2 separate regions of the Columba livia genome follow, and region 1 is linked to region 2. Evidence: chromatin contacts called from public Hi-C data. All regions are on one chromosome and are shown on one strand. Each heading gives the region's core, a stretch centred on a gene start, on an enhancer-like site or on the middle of the called end of the contact. The rest is flanking DNA. Distances are from core to core; before and after follow the strand shown. Region 1 has its middle 69 kb from the start of LRATD2. Region 2 holds the start of WASHC5 (WASH complex subunit 5).

Region 1 (4,926 bases), core at 1,940-4,439, 650 kb after region 2:
TCAGAGGGACCAAACTCCTCCAGTCTTTGAGGGATTTCTCTGGTTGAACCTTAATTGTCCATGTAAAGAGGAGGCTGTTGGCTCCTTGTCTTATTTTCCCCCTTCTTCTTCTCACAAACCCAACCTCTTCTTTATTGGGAGTTATAGTGAACTCCTGAATGTGAGTCTTGGTAAAATATTTTGGTAAGACACATGTATTTGATGGATCCAGATGTGACTGCAAAGCAGACTAAGGCAGCTGTTTCTGTATTTCAGACTATGTCTTGTATAAGAGCCTCTAAGCAGAGATCCTGAAAAGCACTCTGACATGCTATTATGCAGTGGAACCATGCAGGGATTTTTACCTCTTTAAATACTAACTGCTTGTGTAAGTGTGTAACAGCAAAGAGGAGATAAGTATCCAGTCTCTAGAAATATGTTCAACCACACCAAGAAATGCCTCTGTCTAAATTATTTATCCAGTCTTTTGATAGCTCATTGCTCCAGAATGCATTTTCTTCTAATCTTTATCAGCCTAATCCTGGAAGGTGTTGAAGCACTTGATTTTCACATGCCTGAGGGTGTGGAGCCATAATGAAGCTTTTCTCTGCTCTAACAGCTTAAGATGTTCTTTCTGCAACAGCGGTTCAATGCAATAAAAGTGCTTAGCCTGGGACAGAAGCTCTTCAAAGCGCACTAGCACTTCAGTTGTGTTTTCCTCTAAGTGATCCTCTTAGGAAGATGCTCCTTCATGTCACCAAGAACTTCACTGTGGCTTCTTCTCTCTCTGACTCTCTGAATTGTAATTTCTGGCTCCTGCAGATACAAGATATTCATTTGGGATGTAAAGTACATGGAACAGGAACTAGAGCATTGCTTTTGTCTATGGTCCCTTCACAGACTTCATTTGGGTCAGAGGTTAAATGTATATCCCAAGGGAGTACACCAAGACTCAGACTATCCAAAATTAACCTATTTTCTGGGATACTTTCCAGTCTGTATACTGAATTTTTCAGAAGTTGTGGAGCTGATGGACCTACTGTGCAGTAACTGGCTTTCCCAGTATTTGTGACATTTAGGAGCAGGATATTTAGGTCAGAGTTACCAAATAGGAACCACATCCTCCACAACAGGCATTCTGGAAAAAAATGAGGAAGAAAGAGTGGGCGTTGGTCAAGAAATCAGGCATGAAGTCCTAATGGAACAGTCCAGTATAAAAATACTAGAACAGGAGAAGAGGTATTTTGCCTCTGGTATTGCTACAGGGTTCCTGCACTCATTTTAATTGTCAGAGTTTTAAAAATAGTATCAAGTGAGACAAGGTAGCAAAGAAACATAAATGTTATTCAAAGGCTAAAGAATGGTGCTCTTCTTGACACACTTGAAGAGCTTTCTTTACTTAGTTTATCCAAAGAGTCGTAGCAGAGCATCCTTCGAAAGGGCTCAATCAGGGGAACAGGTCAACTGAGGCACAGCCAAGAGGAAGGGAGAGATGTTGCAATTCATAGACCTTTCTGTCCATGGCTCTACACGTGGACTGTGTAGTACCACCACAAGAGACATGGTTAGAGTGTGTAATCAACTTTCAGAGGAGAAAAGCACCAGGTTAGGAAGATGTTTTTGTAAAAAAAAAAGGAATGGAAGGACTCATGGTTGAGTGTATAACCAAGATGAATTCAGATGGTAATTAGACCTGTGATTTTAATAATGAAGAAGATTTGCCACTGGAATAAGCTGAAGAAAACAGTAGGTCTGCCCAGTCTTGATACCCTCAAATCCAAACCGATTATATATCTCAGAAACAGAAGCTGAAGAGAGGTCACTAGACACAATTCAAAAACAGCTGGGAAGAAAAAGCAACATTTGGATGCCAGATAAGAAGAACTAACGTCTCCTATTTTTAAACTGTATTAATGCTTGAATATTAATGCTATTATATTCTAGGAAAGGGCTTCAACACAGAGCATTTTGAGCAATGCCAAGTTTTTATATTATTGGTACCTGCCAAAATAAGCACCACATGTGCATCTGCTTTTCCTGTCTCTTTCCTCAGGGAAAGAGTTAATTATCTGATTAAACCACAGTGGAGACCTACCTTCATTATTGCTTCAGTCACTCTCTCACATACTCTTTTTCTCATGTTCAGCAGTACTAAGGCAGACAATGATGGAAGATCTAAATCAAACTTCTGTCTACCTTTCCTTTTCTTTGCCTCCATGAACAACCTTTCTCTTCCTCCTCCCAGCTTCCAGCCATGGGTAGCAGGAAATCTCTGAACTCATAAGTCTATCATGCTTGATGGATCCATCTTTCAAGCATGGGTTTAGCTCATCGTTAACTGAAAAAATCCTGTGGCAATTAATTTCAGCATTTAATGCAGGGTGGGGAGTGTGAGAAAAAGGATCATTTTCTGTTTTTAAACCTGTGGCTTAAAAAGCATTTCGTGTCCCTAGTTCTTGTGCTATTAAAACCACCAGGTAGTCTCTCTCAACTGTTCTCTCCACGTCCTCCATGATTCTGTGCACCTTTGACTATTTAATTGTTTCTTGTGTGGAAACTATCCTATGCTGTTGAACATCTCTGTCATGCTTCTCTGCGTGCTTTCTGGTTTTACTGTCTGTGTTGAGCTGTGATTACCAGAGATATAGACAGCTCTAAACACACCAAAGGATTTGAACATAATGTGGTAATGATGTTTTGTTTAATCTGCTCATTCTTTGGTGATTCAATTTACCCTTTCCAGAATCATTGCATGAACAATCAATACAAGATCACTTTTCTGAGTGGTAAAATCTGATTTAGAGACTATCATTGGATCTTGATAGAGTTGTATTTGTTTTTATTTACGTTCATTGCTTTGGAATTATCTAAACTGAATTACGTATGTTATGTTATCACCCAGACACTCAGCATCTTATGATTCTTCCACAGCTCTTCCAGGGCTTATTAATACAACACCATGTGAACAAAAGGCATCCTGTTTGCAGTTAGCTTCTGTTCAACCATGGCACAGGAAATGCATGGAAACTTGCAGCTACTTGCATTGCTTTGTGTGCCTGTGCCTTATAAAACTCTCAGTATTCCCTGATGGTTAGAGAACTGGTGGAGACAACACTACCAGCTTGGGGTGGGGGAGCAGCAACAGAAGGAAAAGCCTAAATTTACTTAAATAGTGATTTTTCTCTGTAATTTTCTATTTTTCACAGGCAATCTGGCCTGATCAGTGGGCAGCTGTTGTGCCTCTCTGAGGCTGACATCCAACATCTGACTTCAGAAACTGAACGGTTAAGTGATTACAGGGAACTCTGAACTGCTTGCTGAACTCCACTAAATTCTGCAACTTTAAGAAATGTATCTGTGGTTCATCAAATTCATCTACACAAAAGGCATGCACAGGTTCTGTACTGCCCAGTGCTTATGTTGGTCACCACAGATGAAATACGCATATTCTGACCATGGCACCAGAAGACATTTCTGGCAGAATAGGATGCAGTTCAGCCAGGGCAAAGAGACCTAATTCCTGGCATGACAGAGCTGGCAGGGTAGTCGTGTCCTCAGAGTGCATATGAAGCTTAATAGGACTTCAATTATTTGAATTCATAAGATGCTTCAGCCTCTAAAAAACGCAATGATAAATGGAAATATGTCAGCCAGTGGGAGAAAGGTCCTGTCAGTCAAGTGAGCCAACTAAACTAATGCTTGAAAATGTTACTATGCCAGTTGAACTGAACTTGTTAGTGATGAAGATGGCAGTTTGGGAACTCGTGTGTTCATCAGAACATTTTGATAAGAAGCATCCTTGCCATTAGAGGGCAGCAGATCACTTTAAATTCTGCCATCCCCACCACGAGTCTAGGATTTGCAGCCGACCTATGCAGGGTCTGAGCCCTGAACTGTCTGGTCACAAGTCAAATGATTTTGTAGTCATACTTGCTGTGTCTCAGTGTCCTCCACTAGACTGCTACTGTTTTGGCCCCAAATCCCATCAGTGTAGCTGGAATGTGTTTATAACTGTCAGATTTCAGAATGGAAGACGTGCAGCTGCCTGCCTGCCAAAGGGAACACAGGGAAAACCTTATTTACATACATTTCTTCCCCTGTCAGGCATGTAGCCTTTGGGGATGGAAGCTACACTGTGCAAAGAGCAATAAATTTGTGAATTTTGAAGGGCATGACAGGGAATGTCACCTATTAAAAGATAAATAGACTGAAAAGCATGGGAGTGGATGGAGTACAGCTGTTAGTATACTGCCTTGCTGCTGTTATCCTTAGACTTACTCTTCTCAGCTACTACTCACATTTGCTTCTATTTGTCTGTGTTTTACTTTAGTCATCTTACTCTTGGATGCCCTTTTCTGTTTGTATTGTTTTGCTCACCATATGCCTTGTAGTTTCTTCCTGAAGAAAATCAGCTTCAGTTGAAGTGGGGCTGCTAAGGAGCTCCCAAAGGAAGGGGTAAGCTACACAGACAAGTTGGCCATGAAAACTTTTCTATCTGGGCCATGGCTGAGGATCCTGGGCTAAGATTCTGTCAAAACCCTGAGTAAGGATTAGGGTTAGGACAGAGGGAAAGCCTAGAGCTGCAGTTAGGGTTGGGTTGCAGAGGAGTTGCTGAAGGATGCTCAGTTTGTTAAGCATCTTCAGACAAGTGATACATAGGCTCCTGTTAATATTTGATAGGAAAAAAAAATGTATGCTTCAGTCTTTAGGAAAAGTGGAACAAGGCCAAGCATTTAGTTAGACTGCTGGGAACCTGGAGTAGCTCTGCTAATACTAAATGAGTTGCTGTGGCTGTGATTTACTCTCTTTCACAGCCTTTTAATTCTGTTGAGTTTGGCAGGGTTATCATGGATCTATACCAGGGTGAAAGGTCTTTTGACTCTGCTCTGAGAGCAAAATCTGGTGCAGCTAAGCATAAGGAAAGCAGTGTATTGTATTATGGAACTG
Region 2 (4,558 bases), core at 761-3,260:
GAGGAAACCAACCAACTGCACAGGCTCAGAACCTGTTGGTGAATGTATAATCTAAAGCTTCTGCAAATACTAATAATACTAATAATAATAAACAAAACCAACAAACAAACAGAATCCAATACTCAAGTCTTATATAATCAATATCCATCAAAGTTCACAGGCCAAATGACTCATCAAACATTTAGAAATGCGCAGCCAGGATTGCTCTTGTATGGATGCACTTAAAACTGCCTCCTTCTTCATGTCCTGATACTCTCAGTGCATGTACCGGTTATACTTATATCCTGCCAAGGGACCTAAGTACAGAACCTTTCCTAAACTGTTTCTGCCCACTAAAATGTGTAAGATAAGGCTGAATATAATCCAATATATATAAAGTACAAGATAGCCCAGAAACGGACGATTGGCATGCAAGCATATCCCAACTGCTATCTCAATTTGGTGAATTTTTGGTAAAAACTAAGTAGTAAGTCATGATAGTCAACTCTGAAGCACGCTATGAATAAACACAATAATCAGGAAAGGCTATTTCGTAACCTGAAGCATCCTCATGCAGGACAGCAATGCTTTCAGGAGAAGCTTAACAATAAAAGGACTTACCTTAAAATAACTGAAATCAAATATGATATCCCCATATTTCTGTTGATCAGCTTTGTCCTTTAGCCTGAATACACCAGGAATAAATTCAGAAAGTCTCAGAAGTTCAGCAATGATGGCATTTCCACAGGAGACAATCCGAAGAATTGCCTGACCACAGAGATTGTTTTCAGCTAGAAAATCGACCATTGTGGAGCGGGCCGTGGCAGCGCGGCACAGTCCTGCAGTCAGATTCTGATCGTTAGTCTTGAGGTTATCGGAAGAAGAAAGTCTGATGAGGAAACTAGCTGCTCCATTAATAACCTGAAAAACAAAACCACACACCTTCAAAGTGGTTCATATTTGCATTTGTGATAGTTGAATATCTGCGGATTTTTAAGCATACTGTCAAATATTTCAATTTATGCAATCTAAATTATCCGCAGCTTTGTAAAATGAAAAAAATGCATGGAATTCATCATCAGCACATACAGCATGAGTCAGTCACCTCTGTGACCCGGCAAGGGAAGCACAACCTTTTGTACAAAATAAGTCAAAAACAACCATTGAGGAATGAAATGATCTCAAACACTGCAGCAATTGAGACTTTGCAAGGAAGTGAATGCAAGGAAAGCAAAAACATTTTAAAAGATGTCTTTATAATAGTCACTGAAAAAATACAACCAAATTGTCTGTAGCAGGCTTTAATAACAAGGAAAACTTCTATAGCAAATGGAAACAATCCAGTTTCATTCCTTTATTTATCGCTGAAGGGTTGGCTTCTGCATTATGTTTGCATTTCACGGTCAATTTTATTTAACACGTTTCCTGCAAGACACAGCACGCAGCACCGCTAAAATTAAGCTTTTACATTTAGAAACACTTATATAGGAGCTTATGAGCTGGCTTTCCTTTTCAGCAACAACTTTCCGAGACAAACTGCAGACGACAGCGCCTTTCCCGCCCCACAACCAGGACCAGGAGTCCGGCCTTCCCGTCAGCGCGGCGCAGGGCGCCACCGCCGCTGAGGAGGCTCCTCCGCAGGGCCCCGCAGCCGCCGCACCGAGCTTTCAAACCGCCCCCCGCCCTTCCCCGCCACCGCGGGTCGTGGCACCGCCTCCCGCGCTCCCTCACGGTTTGAACCCGCCTCGGGGCAACGGCCGCGGCGCGAGACCAACCGCCAACCGCCTCGGAGCGGCGGCGGCTTCAACCCCCGCTCCCGCCGCCTCTCCTCACCCAGCGGCCCCCCCGCCGGTGCCAGCCCCGCTCACCCTTCACCCGCCGCCGGTGCGGTGAGTGGCGGCAGCGAGGAGGGTGCTCCGCTCCGTCGGCTGCGGCGGCAGGTGAGGCGCGGGCAGCGGGTGAAGGAGGGAGGCGGCGGCCCCTCCGTGCGGCGCGGCCGAGCCCTCCCATCACATGACGGCGCCGTCATGTGCAGAGGCGCCGGTTGATGAGGCGGTTCCGCTGCCCGCCTGGACCGTCTCTCCCGGGCCTCTGCCGCACAGACGGTCGGTGCGGGGGCCACCCCTGGAGCAAGAGCCCCTCAGGCCTCGGCGGCCGGGACCAGGTGAGCAACAGCCGCTGGCGGGGCGGCTGCCCTCGCTGCTCTGTGGCGGGGTGAGGGCAGCGCTGTCCTGGCCGAGGGAGCGGGGAGGGGCTGCGGGGCCGGTGCGCTCCGTGCATGGGTGACAAGGAGCTTCCTGCTCGAAAGGCTGAGGGAGCTGGCTCTCTTTAGCTTGGAGGAGGCTGAGGGGTGACCTTATTAATGTTTATAAATATGTAAAGGGTGAGTGTCACGAGGATGGAGCCAGGCTCTTCTTGGTGACAACCAATGATAGGACAAGGGGCAGCGGGTTCAAACTGGAACACAGGAGGTTCTACTTAAATATGAGAAGAAACTTCTTCTCAGTGAGGGTGACAGACACTGGAACAGGCTGCCCAGGGAGGTTGTGGAGTCTCCTTCTCTGGAGACATTCAAAACCCACCTGGATGCCTTCCTGTGTAGCCTCATCTAAGTGTTCCTGCTCTGGTGGGGGGATTGGACTGGATGATCCTTTGAGGTCCCTTCCAGGCCCTGACATTCAGTGTGCTTGGTGGGCTCTGCCCCCGGGCCTTGTGGCAGGGGAGAATGTCTCCCTGTTGGTCACCAGTGGCTTCAGGAGGTAAACACTAATCCTGGGAGTGTGTAAGCACTTGTCACCTATAGATTTTGTGTTACAGAAGTAGCTTTTTTTAATCTCTGCTTCATCGTTTGGGATATTAAAGCATAGAGAAATTAGATCGTTTGCTCAAATCTTTAAAATAAATGGCAGAAGCTATAATTTGAGTTTGCTGTTTGGTAATCCTGTCTGGACCATTTGATCACTTACTGTTGGAAAAAAAACAAACCTGCTTCGGTAGTCTCACTTGGTCTTCTTTTCAACTATTATTTTGCTGGTTGTGTTTTCTAGAATTCCAGGGGTTGGAGTGGAGGAGTTGCAAATTTTAGGTGCTTCTTTCATGCACCCATTTATGACCTTCCTAGCCAAAAAAAGTACCTTAAAAACACTGCTGTGAAACCATTTCCAGTGGGGAATGTGGCTTTTCCTCTGAATGCAGAATGGACAGCTACAAGCTGAAGATTTCATTTAGAAAACTCAAGAGTGATCATAAACAGTTTCTAAGAAAAATAATCTTTTATTTAAAAAAATACGGAAAATTTGTCCAAGAGTACTTAGTTTACATTCCGAAAGACTATTTGAGATGAAACTACCAATGAAATGGTATGATATAATGTTGTAAATAGTAACTTCTGTTCCTGTGTAGTTTGCTCAGTGCTTCCACAAATGTCAAGAGAATGAAAAAGCCTTTTTAACTTTTCACTGTTGTTTTTTGCAGATTCCCGCCTTTCACAGTGCGTATCTGTGATATTTCCAAAAGAACAGCAGGCTTTCTCAGTGAGTGAGATTTACCAAGTTCAAGAAGGGAATTAGGTTCTCACTGTTAACTTTGATACACTGAATGGGCCTAGGAAGATAAAGCTGCTAACATGATTTTATGTGACTATTTAGTAGTGTATATTTGGATCACAGAGGTTCTACACAGTCTTACTAAGATGGCAAACAGGTGTTTTTAAGAAAGAAAAGTTAAATAACAGCTGAAAGCATTGATTGTTTAAAAGCATGATTTTCCTTTACTTTCAAGAAGTTGTGTAAGGAACCTTTTTCTTGTCTTCTATTAGTCTGGCAGCCTCTAAAGGCCTTTAAAGACAGCAATCACTGGTTTTTGTTGGGGAGAGCATGAGCTGACATAAGGAGCTGTTGTTAAAGGCTGCTGCCTCCTCTGTGGCAAGATGCACCTTTAGAAGGGGATAGAGAGGAAAGCAATATCTGTCATTCCAAAGTTCAAGTTGTAGTGAACTTGAAACATCACTGTTGTTAAAATGCTGTTGGAAGACCATGATGTAAAAACAGCATAATAAATGATAGTCTTGAGTGGCCAAGCACATTTTTAAACAGAAAAAATAAAAAAGATACCAAAGAAAAAAGCATGACAGCAGGTATTCGTGTCTCATAGTTTGCGTGATATTCACGAGGAGTGCAGCAATGTTTTTCAGGTTAGGGTGACTGTGTGATGTAGTTCTGGTATCCCAGGGAAAATAGTAGAGGGAGATATAGCCTTAGGTATGCAAAGTTTGGGCAAAGCTGTGTCCTTTCTACTTAGATATTTTGTAGATTTCTGTTGGATTATAGCCTGACAAAGGCTATTGTTGATACAACAACTCATCCCCTTGTTATTTTGTGTATGATTCAGATAAAACTTATGATATACCTCAATTTGGGTTGTGGATTCTGTTCTCTCCCCTCCCCAATATGATCTCCATGTGGTCTTTGAACATATCAGTTCTTTACATGGACTAATGAAGTATTTCTGTCTATCCAAGACTTGTTGTTGTGAACGGCTGTGTATCTAAAGCTGAGCAGAATTTTTCTTATCTCCTGAA

Evidence for each region. Hi-C and Micro-C count contacts between places; a contact is called where the count stands out from the background.
Region 1: a contact with region 2 is called in a Hi-C map of liver, with 4 times the contacts expected there. The contact joins the enhancer-like site here to the promoter of WASHC5 in region 2. A contact is called at or near these places in 2 of 2 Hi-C or Micro-C datasets (crop and liver).

Annotation. Positions count from the first base shown.
Region 1 is chr2:151,302,817-151,307,742 of bColLiv1.pat.W.v2, forward strand. No RefSeq gene overlaps it. Among named protein-coding and RNA genes, the nearest start is that of LRATD2, 69 kb to the left of the region's middle. Within about 2 kb of position 3,190, at least 1 of the 3 cell types and tissues checked has an H3K27ac peak away from gene starts, as active enhancers do.
Region 2 is chr2:150,658,938-150,663,495 of bColLiv1.pat.W.v2, forward strand. It overlaps WASHC5 (WASH complex subunit 5), which reads right to left and starts at 2,011. Exons shown (of 29, transcript XM_065054371.1): 1 at 1,848-2,011; 2 at 601-900. The coding sequence starts at 786. NSMCE2 (NSE2 (MMS21) homolog, SMC5-SMC6 complex SUMO ligase) reads left to right here and starts at 1,901. Exons shown (of 8, transcript XM_065054385.1): 1 at 1,901-2,143; 2 at 3,454-3,512. The coding sequence starts at 1,993.